2 separate regions of the Rattus norvegicus genome follow, and region 2 is linked to region 1. A link is a contact called in public Hi-C data. All regions are on one chromosome and are shown on one strand. The core of a region is the stretch at or near the end of the contact, and the rest is flanking DNA. Distances in the headings are between cores, read along the strand shown.

Evidence for each region. A called contact is a pair of places that touch in the nucleus more often than the background predicts.
Region 2: a Hi-C map of liver shows a contact between it and region 1, with 4 times the contacts expected there. The contact joins the promoter of Ssbp2 here to the enhancer-like site in region 1. A contact is called at or near these places in 12 of 12 Hi-C or Micro-C datasets (the A7r5 cell line, the Rat2 cell line, Schwann cells and 7 more) and 1 of 1 datasets of contacts at active chromatin or transcription factors (oligodendrocytes).

Annotation. Positions count from the first base shown.
Region 1 is chr2:24,295,900-24,298,741 of GRCr8, reverse strand. LOC134485571 (a long non-coding RNA gene) reads left to right here. Exons shown (of 4, transcript XR_010063697.1): 2 at 1-2,842. Among named protein-coding and RNA genes, the nearest start is that of Ssbp2, 89 kb to the left of the region's middle. Within about 2 kb of position 1,336, at least 62 of the 93 cell types and tissues checked have an H3K27ac peak or open chromatin away from gene starts, as enhancers often do. A contact at or near this core is called in the A7r5 cell line, Schwann cells, hepatocytes and 3 more, where this site is marked.
Region 2 is chr2:24,384,848-24,387,758 of GRCr8, reverse strand. Ssbp2 (single-stranded DNA binding protein 2) reads right to left here and starts at 1,335. Exons shown (of 17, transcript NM_001399030.1): 1 at 1,219-1,335. The coding sequence starts at 1,280.

The DNA.
Region 1 (2,842 bases), core at 87-2,586:
TCAGGCGGGTGGGCGGGCGTGCAGAAGTCAGTGCTTTTCAGGGTTTGCACCGTCCCCTCCCTGTGGTCACCCTCAGGTTCATTGTGGCAATTATTTCTGAGCACTGGATGTGTTTTGGGGTCCTGTAGTACTTTCTTTCCAAATTTGCTGAATATATGGTAAAATGAGATTTCTTTTTTTTTTTTTCCTAATTGTCTTTTCTGCAAGCTAGACCTGTTTTCTAAAACCCAGACTGGGCATTCTGCTCTGTTCACAGCTAGAAACAAAGGGTCCCAAATTAGGGTTCAGATCTGGCTCTCTTGGTTATGATTTTGGGGGAAAGTAATATTTTTTCCCATGTAGATATAAGCCAACTGCCTCTTTTAGGAATAAGAAAAAAATAGCATTGTTAATAGACAATGCTAACTCAGTTCAAGGTTGCCTCAGGGAATTAGATACGGGGAGGCTTAGGCCGATCTGACTTCATTTCTGAGGTCTACAGCTTATGCGATGGCCACCCTCCTAGGGGCTACATAGTGTGTTTACTTCCTGTTCGTTTCCTGAGTTCTTCCAACTCCAGTGAGAATAGATCTCGAAAGTCTCTGTGCTCAGAGGCCTCGTAAATCTTCTTCTGGTCCCTGGCTCCCTCTCATGACCATGTACTTGTCTCTTCTCTCTGTCATTATTAGAGCATCCACCTGTCCCACCCCAGAGTTTGTCCCCTCAGACCTCCTCTGGAGCTCCAGTACACAGCTGTGGAGTGCCAGATACCACCCTAGGGACGCAGGATGACAGGTTTGGTGGCCACTCGCATGATCGTTAAGGCCCAGGTTAGCCTTTATTTCCCTAATATCTCATCTTAGAAAGGTTATTTTTATCAGAGGATCCCAAAGGCGGAGATTTTCTAGAATAGGCATGTAAACTGAGGCCACACCCCAGCTGTGGCTCCTGGAGAATCCACTACTCAGGGCCCCAAAGCCCTCTCAAACATTTTATGAACACTAGAGGGCTCACAATGAATCCCCCAGTGCTTTTAAAAGTCCCAGAACCCCAATTAGCCAGTGCTTGTAACTACATCAGGCCCACTTCTATTGGAAGGGCAAGAAGAAGCTTTGGGGTAGGCTAAAAATGACAAGGATGGATGTCTTCCATCCTACCACTCCAAGGAGAGGACTATAGGACAAGCAGCTGAAAGGACACACATCCAGGCCAGACTCTTGACGACTCCTGGGCAGTAGGCCAAGTACTGGGCCAAGCACTGGGCATGGCTCCAGAGGCTGGGCCCCTGCCCAGGGCACTCACTGGTTCAGAGCCGGCAGAAAAGAGCAGTCTTGGCAGCAGGAAAGTGAGTTGAACAGATTGGGAAAGAGCAAAACCAGGCAGGCCAGGATGCTGTGTCACTAGGTCTGATCGGCCTACCAGCCGTGGGGATGGAGCCTCAGGTCTCCTACAGCTATGGGAGGTGGGTGCTGGCAGTAGGGTCCAGTCCAGGGAATGGAAAGACCAGTGGCCCCAGCCTCAGGGAAGCAGGAGAAGGACAAAGCATCACTGTGCTGCAGAGAAAACTTTGGTGAGGTACCCTTCTGTGAAGTAGGATGTCTCAGACTAGCTTAGTGTATCAGCTCCATGTACCCCCGAGAGCGAGTGGATCTAAAGGCCAGGGTTCCCCAGTGTCCCTCTGCTTTATAATGTCAAAAATCTTGGGACACCCAACTGAGAGGCTTCTTTGAGAGAGGAATGAAAATCTTTTGATCCTATTAGTTCATTTCTCCTTTTCAGTTCTTACACTAATTTTATAAGGGAACAGACAAGGATAGACACACACGCACAGATACACACACACACACACACACACACACACACACACACACACAGATCCACACATAGACACCCACATACAGAATACACAGGCACATATACACACACAGATACACACAGATGTATACACATGAGCACACACCCACAGACACAGATACACACATAGACACACACGTACAGATATATACACGCAGGCACACGCAGAGACACACCCACACCCACATACAGACATATACACATAGACACACACACACACACACACACACACACACACACACACACACACATACCACCTCCAGGCACAGAAAGGCCTCAGGACAGCAGCAAGATAACCAAGAAAGGTTGGGGAGTCACCTCCCCCACCCCACGCACTATAACACATCCCTGGTATCGCTATGAGCCACTGTGTCTCTTCTGTAAGGATGAAAAGAAGGAAGGCCATTCTTCCTCACTCCTAAACCTAAAGGAAGATAAAACAGGCAGTTTCAGAAATTCTTGGACCTGGAGGAATGAATATAAGCAGCTACCAGACAGTCATGGTGGCACAAGTCTGTCAATTCAGAATTACGAAGCCAAGATAGGAGATAAGACCAGTTTGGGTACGTGGTGAGACCCTGTATTACCAAGCAAGCCAAGTCAGATCTAAAATCGGATCCTGACTGTGGTAGAGAGGACTCCGTTCAGGGGTTTGTTTTAAGAGATCTCACAAGAGCTTTTTATATGTGCTGGATTTTGAGAGCTACAGACACATGGTTTAAGAAAAATATCTTCTTCCTTTTTCTTAACTCATGAAGAAAAGAGCCTTCCCTTTCTTCTGCTATTTTTGGAAGCTTTATAGTCCCTTTGTGAGATGTCTTTCTTTCTGTTTACCTTCAGATAAGATGGATTTCATGTTGGTGTAGCTGGCAGGAGAGGGTTACAGACATGTCTTAGTTTGTCCACTAACGAAAGATTACAAAATTCAACTTTCTAAGTGCTTAAAATGTGGTAACTCCATTTTACAGATAGAAAAATGGGCCAAGAGAAGTGAGACCTCATGCCAAGT
Region 2 (2,911 bases), core at 86-2,585, 89 kb before region 1:
TGCAAGAGACCCAGAGTACCTCTGAGAAGGACTTGCTCTCCCCCAGCCTGAGCCCCCTTAGCAAGACAGTGTGTTCAATGACAAGGATAAGCTTGACCCTCACAGCAGACCCAGCTACAGGGAATCAGTCTGAACATCTGCACATAGGAAGGGGGGGGGGGCTCTTCCTCGGTGTCACAGTCGCTATTCGCTCTCATTTTAGTAACAACCAAATCGCCGTTACAAGTACACAAGAATAGCAGCCAACTAGCCTGCTCCGCAGCGTGCCGCGACCCTGGCACCCGGGTTCTCCAACGTACTCCCGGTTCCCACCGAAGTTACCACCTGTATCCCCCACGACCCAGGCGAGCGGCTTGCGCCCAGCATCCCTTCCGCAGCCCCCTCGCCGACCAGCGCCGGGTCCACGCCGGGGGCAGCCCTCCTCGCGGCGGCGCCGCCACGGCCCACGGGACCTGCCCTCCGCGCCCGCGGCCACCACCCCCGGGGACACGGCAAGTCTCAAAAAGTTCTGGGGCCGCCGCTGAGCCGGTGTGTGGCGAGAGACAGGAGCGCCAAGCTCTCGCGGCCGACCCCGCGCGGGCCAGCACACACTCTCCCTCCGGGAACTCGGCACTCCCACTCCCAAACTTCCCCCGCCACCCCGGGCCCGCCCGCCTGCCCTCCCGGCCGCCTGCTCGGCCTGCGCTGGGAGAACCCGCGGACCCGCGTCTCTGCGCCCGCCCGGCCCACGCCCGCACTTGCCCTCCGCGCCCCGTGGGGCCCCGCTTCCGCCCTCCCGGCCCGCCGCCCTCTCCCCTCTCCACGCTCGCGGCCCCGCCGGACCCCAGCGCCCCGCAGCCCGCGCCCCCCAGGCCCGCCGCGCGCCGCGGCCCGGCCGTCCTGGACCACAGCTCCAAAGTTACTTTGCGAGGAGGTGAAGCCGCGGGTGGTTCCCCTCAACCACCCAAACAAGTTTCCATCCCCGCCGCCGCCGTCCCTCGCCCGCCACGCGCGTCCCTCCCGCCGCCGGCTGCCCGCGGCCACCCGCCCTGGGGGCTCCCCCGTGGAGGCGGCCGCTCCCCCGAGCCGCGCGCCCCCGCCCCGCGCCTCCCCCTGCAACCCACCCCCGGCTCCCCCCGGTGGGGCGGCCGTGTGGCTGCGGTTCCCGGAGAGTGCGAGTGCGTGCGCGAGTGTGCGCGCGTGCGAAGGCGGAGGTGGCTGCGGCGCGGAGACACTCACTTCTCCCGGGCCTGGCTGTCGGACGGGACGGCGCTGCTGTTACTCTTGCCTTTGCCGTACATGCTTGTGCCGAGAGCAGCTCCCACTGTCACGCACCTGTCAACCCATCACAGCCTCCCCGGGAACAGCCCCGTCCCCATGGCGACCCACGCAGCCACCCCCACCATTGGCCGCCCCACGCCAGAGCTCCGCCCTCCTCGCCCTGGCAACGCGCGAGACTGACAGGCCTCCCCTCCCTCCGGCCTGCCGGAGCGCGCGGCGGCGGCTCGGCCTAAGCGGCAGTCTCCTCCCTCCTTCCCTCCCTCCCCGGCTCCCTCCCTCCCTCCCTCCCTCCTTCCCTCTCCGCCGCGCTCCCCCCTCCCGCTCTCCTTCCCCCCTCCCCCTCCGAACCGGGCGCTAGGGGGGAATTAGAAACTGCTCTAGAAGGATTTTAAACAACTGGCTGTTCCCTCCGCCGCCGCCCCGCCCCCCGCGCCGCCCGCGCCCGGCTCCTCACTGGAGAGAAGGCGCGGGGAGGAGGGGAAAGTGCGGCCTGGAGTGCCTGGCAGCGACTGCGGAACGGGAGTCGCGGCAGCCCCAGACTTCGGGGCGCCCGGCGAGTCCACAGACAGACCCGCGGCCCCGGCACCGGTGTCCCGCCAACCTCCTCTCCCGCTCCTCTCCGGCCAGACTCCCCGCGCCGTTCCCCGCGGTTGATCTCATCCCTCCTGTCTGGGGTGTCGCCCCGATCCCGTTCCCGGAGGGCCAGCAGGCCGGGGACGCCCGCTCTGAACCCTCGACCTTCTGGCTCAAGGACTGGGCGAGCCTCCGTCTCTCCCCGGGAGGCACTGTGCCTGCCTCCCATTGGGGCGCCCGCCGAGGTTCTGTCGCCGGCTCTGAAGTCAAGCCCTGCATCCCAAAGGAGCACCCTACCTAGTGTCGTCCTCCTGTCTAAGAGGGGAGCACACCCCCAAAGAGGCCACGAGACCTACTCCTGGGATCGTAGTGGCCCAAGGCCTTGGCTCCTTCCTTGTCAGTACTCTGCAAAGATCTGCCGCAGACCCGGGGCCCAAGTATTCTCTGCTTGGCCTGCTTTAATAGTTTGGATGGGCAATGTCATTTCGGTTTGACCCTTGGACTGGAAAGATTCAGAGAGGGCCCTGAAAGACATCCCTGTATTTGCCCAGCAGAATAGGCCCCAGAGCTCAAGGTGTGCAAAGCTGTGCCCAAGCTGAAAACTCCCCGAGAATATTTTTGGATCCAAGTCCCTAATCTCATTTCAGTGAATGCGCAAAAGTTTCTCAAGACACACGCAACCTGGTTTTTGATAGACTCCATCCTTTATTTTGTTAAAGATCCTTGGCTGTAAAATCAGAGTAGAAATCGGGTTGAGAGAAGAGATGAGCTTCAAATGGGAGGTGACAGGGGAAGAGAGGTGCCATTGGGGTAGGACACGGAGACCTCTGAAAGGGATGAATAGAGGAGGAGGAGGAGGAACGGTTATGTTAAGGAAAGGAAATGACATTCAAATGAGGAAGCATACCTTTCGATTGCACACAGCTTTAAGCATTTAGCAGTAGGATCATAAAAATGCATATGGAGATGCCGAGATGGATGGAAAGGAAAGAAATGGAGTTTGTGGGTTCTGATAGCAAGTGACAGAAATAAAACAGGAGAAGGTTAAGGAAGGGCAGTGAGTGAAACAGAGGGAAAG